Regions from separate parts of the Mus musculus genome. Here regions 1 and 3 are each linked to region 2. Evidence: chromatin contacts called from public Hi-C and promoter capture Hi-C data. All regions are on one chromosome and are shown on one strand. The core of a region is the stretch at or near the end of the contact, and the rest is flanking DNA. Distances in the headings are between cores, read along the strand shown. Region 1 holds the start of Pbx4 (pre B cell leukemia homeobox 4). Region 2 holds the start of Fkbp8 (FK506 binding protein 8). Region 3 holds the start of Gatad2a (GATA zinc finger domain containing 2A).

Region 1 (2,700 bases), core at 53-2,552, 700 kb after region 2:
TGGAGAGTTTCAGGCTAGCCTGGGAAACATGAGGTCCTCTCCCAAACAAACAGACAAATAAATATAAAGAAAAGGAATCCTTGGGATGTGGTTAGTGGGTGGCGGATGACTCTCACCCCAGCACTCTGAAGGTAAAGACTGCATGATCAGGAGTTCAAGGTTATCTTTTGTTTGTTTGTTTGTTTGTTTGAGTCTCTGGATGGTTCTAGCCAGGGTTTCTCTGTGTAGCCCTGGCTGTCCTGGAACTCGCTTTGCAGACTAGGCTGGCCTCGAACTCAAAGATCCTTCCAAGGTTATCTTTTAATAAGTTTGAGGGATGGAGAGAGGGCTCAGTGGTTAAGAGCACTGACTGCTCTTCCAGAGATCCTGAGTTCAATTCCCAGCAACCACTTGGTGGCTCACAGTCATCTGTAATGGGATCTGATGCCCTCTTCTGGTGTGTCTGAAGACAGCTACAGTGTACTCATATACATAAAATAACTGACTCTTTAAAAAAAATGATGAGTTTGAAGCAAGCCTGGTGATAAAAGCTCCTGCCAGGTTGGGGGTGGGTACACTGGAGAGAGAGCTTAGTGGTTTAGTGTACTCGCTACACTCCCAAAGAACTGGAGATCTCTACTCACATGTCGGGAGCACACACACATACACACAAAGAGAAAATAAAAACTATAAAAAGACGGGTGCCCTCTATGTCCACCCAGCTCCCCATATCCGTTCCTGAAAGTTCTCAACGGATCCTGTATCAGATCATTCTAGTACAGGCTCTTCAGTAGCTTCTCTTCCACTGTGTGACTTGCAAACTTGCGGTCTTTGCCCTACCCCAACCCTACGCGTCCGCCAATAATAGATCACTTAACCCTTCCAATGTCTCCTGTTCCCAGGGCCGGGCTTTTACCTCCATAACTCTGATACCCTCTTTCCTCACGAAGTCACCCTTTAGTCCAGGACAAATTCTTGTATCCTTCATTCCCTCTGGCCCAAGATCACTCCGCCTGTCCATCACTCCAAGCTCAGCTGCACCTGTCCCATCCTCATCCCGCCTCCGCCCCTTCCCTTCCTGCCCGGGAGCCGCACCTGGCCTGAGCCTCGTCCAGGCTCTGGTCGGTGATGGCCATGATCTGCTGCAGGACGTCGCTCGTGTCATGGCCTAGTGGAGCTGTGGTCGGCAGGCGGCGCGGGGCGGGCTGTGGCGGCACGGGACGCAGAGGGGCGGCCATGGGCTACAGTCCCGAGCGAGCGCAGAGGGACAGGTCCCGCCGGGCTCTCGCGCTTGCGCAGCAGCCAACCGCCGCAGACCCAGGGACCACGCCTCCTTCAAGTCCACTAGCCAATAAAACGCCCTTTTCATCTATCTTCGCCGTGCATCACCCTCTCCTTCGCGATGCGCCCCAAACAGCTTCTCAACGGCTGCTGAGGGTTGAGGGTTGTCTAGGAAACAGGAATTCTCTTCTGATCCTCCCACCCCTCAGGACACGCCCCCTGTGGGCGCCGTCACCAATCAGCACCATGCACTGTTCCCCCTCCTCAGCGACTAGCTAGAAACTTCCTTTCTCAACTGCCAGTAAGAAAGGAACCCCATGGTTGGGGTTGCCATGGTAACGACTACCGCCTGCATTTGCTTAAGTCTGGTGCACTTTATGGCTACCTTCCCCATCATAGGCCCTCGTCCCTTGCTTACTCCAGTGCCTCTGCCTTCTCTTTAGTCCTGGATCTGTTTAGGTTATCACTTCTTCACAGGGCCCGGGTTCTTTACAGTCATTCACATCTGAGTTTACTTCCTCAGAGGCTTGCATCCTCACTGTTTGCTCCCCATCTTCATATTTTTCAAAAATTTCAAAAATTTGTGGGTGGGCAAGGCGACACATGCCTTTAATCCCAACACCAGGGAGATGGATCTCTGTGAGCTCTAGGCTAGCCTAGGCTACATAGTTTCCAGACAGCCAGGGCTATACAGAGAGACCTTGTTTCAAAAATAACTTGAGACAGAGTCTCTTATTGCCCATGCTGTCCTCAAGTTTGTTATGTAATGAAGGTTGCCCGAGTTTGCTATGATTGGAGCATGATCTCGAACTTTCTTCTACCTCTAACTCCTAAGTGCTGGGATGAGTGCTGTGTGCCACAGGGCCCTGTTTGTGTGGTGAAGAGGATGGAATTCAGGGCAGCAAGCATACCAGACAAAACCCTACCAACCTAACTATATCTGTACCCTAAATTTTCAGCGTCTTGAGTCAGTGCCTCATATAGTTCAAACTGATATCAAATTCACTGGTAACTGAGAGTGCCTTCCCCTCTCCTCACTGCCCTGGCTACTTCCTCAGAACTGTGGGTCTTCCTCCTCATAGCTCCCCACAGCTCCTCAGAATTCCCACTCCCCAGTCCTGCCTCTTCCTCAAGGCCTCTCACACCTGAGTCCCAGGCTCCGCAAAATTTCTGGTCCTTTTCACAGTCCCTCCCACCCCCCGCCCTGGGGTTCTCCCAGCAGCCCTCAGGGTCCTCCACTCTATGACTCCTCAGAATTCTTCTGGGCTGGTGAGATGGCTCAGTGGGTAAGAGCACCCGACTGCTCTTCTGAAGGTCCAGAGTTCAAATCCCAGCAACCACATGGTGGCTCACAACCATCTGTAACATGATCTGACTCCCTCTTCTGGTGTGTCTGAAGACAGCTACAGTGTACTTACATATAATAATAAATAAATCTAA
Region 2 (2,700 bases), core at 158-2,657:
AAAGATCCAACAAGCACAGAAAGACAAAGCCCAGCCAGGCATGGTGGCACACGCCTTTAATCCCAGCACTCAGGAGGCAGAGGCAGGTGGATTTCTGAGTTCAAGGTCTACAAAGTGAGTTCCAGGACAGCCAGGACTATACAGAGAAACCCTGTCTCGATAAACCACCAAAAAAAAAAAAAAAAAAAAGACAAAGCCACTTAGCCAAAGTCAGAAAACAAGCCAATTAACAAGAGGGTCAAGATCGAAAGTTATTGAGCTGAATGTCAAGAAAAGGGTGTTGGGGTAATTGAGGCAGTGGGGACTGTCACTGAGGCCTTGGGACAGCAATCTTTATAAGTTTTATAACTTATTCATTTGAAAAAGGTGAACTTTTAGTAGAGGTTCCTGACTCTGGCCACCTTCTCTGCTAAAGGATCCAGCAATAAAGGATTGGTGCTAGAAACTTAATGTCTCTTGCTGAATCTCCCAACAACAGAGACGATGGCTCCAACCTGCCTCTATCACCAAGTCTGCTTCCAGCTTTTAATCGTAGTAGGGCACTGGGGAGATAGCTCAGGCAACAGGGCACTTGTCTACCAAGCACAAGACCCGGGGTTCTAACCCCAACGCTGCAGAAACCATGTATCAGCAAATGCCTTTCATTCCAGCAATCGGGAGGTGGAGGAAGGATGACCAGGTATTCGAGGCCATGGAATTCATGAGTTACATGAAATCCTGACTCAAGAAATTGAAAGCATAAGCTAGGATTGTAATTCGTTGGAAGAGCGTTCTCCTAGCAAGCACGACGCTTTAGAATTAGCACCCCTGTAAACCAGGTGTGGCAAGGCACGCCTGTCATCCAGCTCTTCGGACAGGAAGGCCAGGAGTTCAAGGCCAGCCTGAGCTACACACCCACTTGAAGACTAGCTTAGAATACTGGAGACCCAGTCTCAAATTAAATAAAAGCGAAAGAGTAGTGGGAACACCAATATGGACTCTTGCACCATCTCGCTGGCCCCAGGCCTCTCTGCGGAGGCCCCCAACCCAGCTGTAGAACCCTACGTCCTATCAGGCCCTCTCCTTAAGCCCCAGGAAGCCCCGGAGCCCTGCGTCCCTGCCCTGCGACCCTCACCTGCGGGGCTCCTTCCGGGATCCGGCCCCGACCGGAGACCCTCCCGCCCCGAGCCCCCACAATGCCCCGCGCGCCCCGCACCCCAACGCCGCCCCGCGCCCGGTCGACACTACCGCCCCGGGAGGCCCAGCCTCCCGCAGCCTCGGGAGGCCTTGGCCCCGGGAGCCTCGGCCTCCTCGCTACGCCCCGTCACACGTGCCTGCGGCTCGGGGACCCCGCTCGGGGTCCTGTGCCCCCTCCCCGCCCCCAGCCGCGGCCGCCGCGCCTCGGGAAACAGCTTCAGATACGCAGCCCCGCCCCCGCGCACCCATTGGCTGTTCACACCGCGTCTGCCGTGTTTATTGGCTTGTGCACACGTCCGTCTCGCGCCCTCGACACCACCTCCTTCCTGGTAAGCTCCGCTGGCCGTTTCTTAAAGGGGCTCTAGCCTCTAGGTGGAGGGGCTGTTGGGAGTGGGAGATGGGAACGCACTGGGCGCACAGTGGGAGAGGATAGCAGCACGCCCTGATTTGAGTTCATGCTGGGGCAGGCTTCCTCCTGCTTACATACGAGGTAGAAATAAACAAGAAACACTGTAGCTCATGCGCGGTCATTTTCGGGGCTCTTTGGAAAACAATAATATTTCATAATTTTACTTAATACTTTATTTCATGTCCTCCTTCCCCTGCCCCTCTCTTTTCCTGGGGCGTGGTGAGCAAGCCTCTCTGTGTAGGCTTGGCTGTCCTGGACGCAGCACGTTTACCAGACCAGGCTGGCCTTAAACTCATGGAGATCATACTGCCTCTATCTGCTCCTGGGATTAAAGGTGTGTGCTACCACACCCGTCTCAACTATTTTATTATAGCATTCTCTTTTGTTTCATGTTTTATATTGTATTTTAGTTAGCCAGGGTCTGACCATGAAGCCCAAGCTGACAGCAAAGTGTTTAGCTTGCTTGTGAGGTTCTGGAGTCTTAAAGAATTATTGATTTAATTTTATTAGTACACTGTCACTGTCTTTAGACACACCAGAAGAGGGCATCAGATCCCATTACAGATGATTGTGAGCCACCATGTGGTTGCTGGGAATTGAATTTAAGGACCTCTGGAAGAGCAGTCAGTGCTCTAAACCACTGAGCCATCCATCTCTCCAGCCCCAAGGTTCTGGGGTCTTGTGTGACTGCTTACTAAGTTACCTTGAAGGTACAGACGGGGTCAGGAAGCCAGACAGGGTGCTTGCCTGTTGTCTCAGTACTTGACAAGTGGGGCACTGAGGATCAGAAGTTCACGACCCGGCTTGGCTACATTGCACTGTCTAAAAGAACAGTAGCTGAAAGCTGAAGGGCAGTCACCTGAGATACAAGGTTTTCAGTAACTGCCTGCTGTCCATGCAGACTCTGCCAGAAGGTGCTAAGGTGTCAGGGAGAAAGCAGGGCCTCTCATTTGAAGGACCTTATCTACTCTCCCGAGCTGTCACCTTTCAAGAATGATCCTGTAATTCTTTCACTTGATATCAAAGAAACCATGGGCTTGTTCCAGTTCTGAGGGCTTTGAACCTGGCTACATCTGAAACCCAGTGGGGTTTGTTTTTTGTTGTTGTTCTTTGGT
Region 3 (2,750 bases), core at 10-2,509, 550 kb after region 2:
GTACACTGTAGCTGTCTTTAGACATACCAGAAGAGGGCATCTCATTACAGATAGTTGTGAGCCACCATGTGATTGCTGGGATTTGAACTCAGGACCTCCAGAAGAGCAGTTGGTGCTCTTAACCACTGAGCCATCTCTCCAACCCTTATATATATATATATTAAAAGAAACTGATGTGTCATGAGTGTTTTGCCTGCATGTGCATCTGTGTACCACATGTGTACTTGTTGCCTGAGGAGGAGAGCCTCCATGTGGGTGCTGGGAATAGAACCCAGGTCTTCCACAACAAGAAGTGCCCTTAACCACTGAGCTAACTCTTTAGCCCTGGGCTTTGTCTTCATAAGATTTCTTTATGACGTGTTTCTGTATGATGAGGACAGAAGGCATAAATACCCTAGAACCGGAGTTATGGTAGGTTGTAAGCCACCATGTGGGTGCTTGGGTCTTCTGCAAGAGCAGCCAGTACCTTTAATTGCTGAGCCATGACTCCAGATGTGTTTTTTAAATTAACATATTTTATTTATGAGCGTGTGTTTGTGTCTGAGGACAACTTGTGCGGATGGAACTCAGGTCATTATGTTTGGTGGCAAGCCTCTTTAAACCACTGAGCCATGTCGCTGTCCTGGAATAGGTTTTCTATGAACTTTGTACTTTTCCCTGTTGAAATTGTAAATTGGCTTCAGATGCTTCATAATCTCCCCAAACTTGCTTCCTTTCTGGCTATTATTGTCTCCTTGGTGTTACCAGAGAGGGTTGGGCGCAGGTTTGTTTTCTTGGGGATTCCTTCTTCTCCAGAGGCACAGGCTAGATGTGGATTACTGGAAGGAGACAGCCGTCCACCTCGTTCTCTGCAGGTGGATTGGCTTGGTGGGTAGGTTGAACTGTCTGCGGTCCGGGGGAGAGGGGTGACCGCTCAGCCGATCGCACCTTCTCACTGGAGGTCAACACCGAAGTTCCTGAGAGGAAGCTTTGCGAGGCCCCGGGCGCGTCTCAGAGTTACAAGAGGTGGCCGTGCAGGGCTCGGGCGAGGTCAGCGTGAGTCAGCCCTGGGCGCGGCCGAGCTCTGTGCACTAAGCTGGCCATGGCTGAGGGGCGCTTAGCAGCCCAAGTGGGAAACCCAGTCGCTTAGCGCAGCGTCGCCAGTCTTTGGGGCTGGGAGGGCGGTGCTTCCGGGTAGGCCCGCCCAGCCTCGCCTCCAGGGAACCACGCCCACATAAGACCACGCCCACAGGGAGCCCCTCCCTTCCCGACCCCGCCCATCCGGGTGCGGGCGGGTGGCGTCGCCTTTAAGAGCTCCCCGGTGTTTTGGGGGCCGCGGGCCGGGCGCGCTGACCTGGTGCGCATGTCCCGGGCGGTGACGCCGGCGCCGGGCTCCATGTGTGCGGCCGAGGGGCGCATTATCTGGCCGGCGGCGCGGGCGGGCGGAGCGGCGGAGCGAGCGCCGCGGGCCCGGGCGGCCCCTCAGGCGCAGCGAGCACGCGCGGCCGGCGCCCCCCGCCCCCAGCCCTGTGGACACGCGCGCTGCCCCTGGGCCCGGTCGGCGCGCGGCCGGGTAAGTTCCTAGCAAACTTGGCAAGGCGGGGCGGGGGCGCGGGAAAGTGGGAGCGCGGTCGTATTCGGTTTGCTGCGCTGCGGTTCGCTTCGCCTGCGCCGCTGGAAAGTTCCCCACCGCCCTCGCACGTGGGGCTGGGGTCCCTGGTCCCCGGAGCCGGGAAGTGGCCGAGTCGCCTCACTCCCTCCTGAGCTTTTCAGGCTGGGAGGCCGCCCCAAGGGGGGCGGCGGGCACACAGCACGTGGACGAGTGGCGTGGGGTGAGAGTCCACGGGAGGGTCGGGGGTCCGAGCCCGGCGGCGGCGTTAAATTCGGCGGCGACGGCGGCGGCGGAGGCGGCGGAGGATCCCGTGTCAGAATAAGAGTCCCTGCGCGCCCACGCCTGCAGGGCCGGTCCCCCCCCCCCCCCACCGTCCTGCTTGGGCTCGCGCCCTTCCTGCTTGACCCTGGGGAGCCATGGGACCCTTCCCCCTCTCTTGGTTCCTGTTTTCCTCATGGCCCTCCACTTTAAATTTGCCTCCGGGTGTACGATGTGGCTCCAATAATTTCTTTTTTCTTCCACCTGGAACGGGTTGGCATCAGTGACTAGACAGCAGCAGCTGGCCTTTTAAAGGGATTAATGCCAAGAATCGGAATTGATCACTTCAACAAGGAAAGGCTTCTGGGCAGGCCTCAGCCGCAGCCGGACTGCGCTCTCCGGAACCCTGAAATGAATGGGGACCCCTCATTAAGACCTGTATGGCAGAATGTTTTGTTTTTCCTTCCCGCCCCTGCAGTTTTAGCAGAGGCTGCAAGTTCTACCTACCTGACTCACTTCAGGTAGTTCACTCTTATCTTGTGGCTTTGGATTCTTTAGGACAAAGTCCTGGTGAGTCTCCTGAGCCTTACATTTTCTTGACAGCATTAACTTCTTTTTATCTTCTTGGAGTATGCAGCACTCCCACGTCCCTGTTAATGTGTGTGTCCATTCACAAAGCGATAGATACCTGTTGTGGATGTAATCTGTATACTGAGCCTGAGTCTCCCTCTTGTTCTTCTCATCCTACCATTCGGTGGTTACGGTGGTTACAACTTTTCTTTAAAGCAACATTACACCACAGCACTGTGAATACCCTCCAGTCCTTAGCTTATACCTGGCTCTCAGTGTGCATGGGCCAAGTTTCCTTTGCAGGTATAGCAGGTACCAAAAATGATCCTTC

What was found. Promoter capture Hi-C pulls out the DNA fragments that hold promoters and counts their contacts. A called contact is a pair of places that touch in the nucleus more often than the background predicts.
Region 1: a Hi-C map of CD4 T cells shows a contact between it and region 2, with 3 times the contacts expected there. The contact joins the promoter of Pbx4 here to the promoter of Fkbp8 in region 2. A contact is called at or near these places in 1 of 39 promoter capture datasets (pre-B cells), 1 of 484 Hi-C or Micro-C datasets (CD4 T cells) and 2 of 115 datasets of contacts at active chromatin or transcription factors (astrocytes and epiblast stem cells).
Region 3: a promoter capture Hi-C map of pre-B cells shows a contact between it and region 2, with 3 times the contacts expected there. The contact joins the promoter of Gatad2a here to the promoter of Fkbp8 in region 2. A contact is called at or near these places in 1 of 39 promoter capture datasets (pre-B cells), 3 of 115 datasets of contacts at active chromatin or transcription factors (astrocytes, effector CD8 T cells and neural tube) and 3 of 9 other capture datasets (adipose tissue, liver and macrophages).

What each region holds. Positions count from the first base shown.
Region 1 is chr8:69,831,226-69,833,925 of GRCm38.p6, reverse strand. Pbx4 (pre B cell leukemia homeobox 4) reads right to left here and starts at 1,302. Exons shown (of 8, transcript NM_001024954.2): 1 at 1,075-1,302. The coding sequence starts at 1,217.
Region 2 is chr8:70,526,450-70,529,149 of GRCm38.p6, reverse strand. It overlaps Fkbp8 (FK506 binding protein 8), which reads right to left and starts at 1,407. Exons shown (of 9, transcript NM_001111066.1): 1 at 1,314-1,407.
Region 3 is chr8:69,972,892-69,975,641 of GRCm38.p6, reverse strand. It overlaps Gatad2a (GATA zinc finger domain containing 2A), which reads left to right and starts at 1,259. Exons shown (of 13, transcript NM_001113346.1): 1 at 1,259-1,552.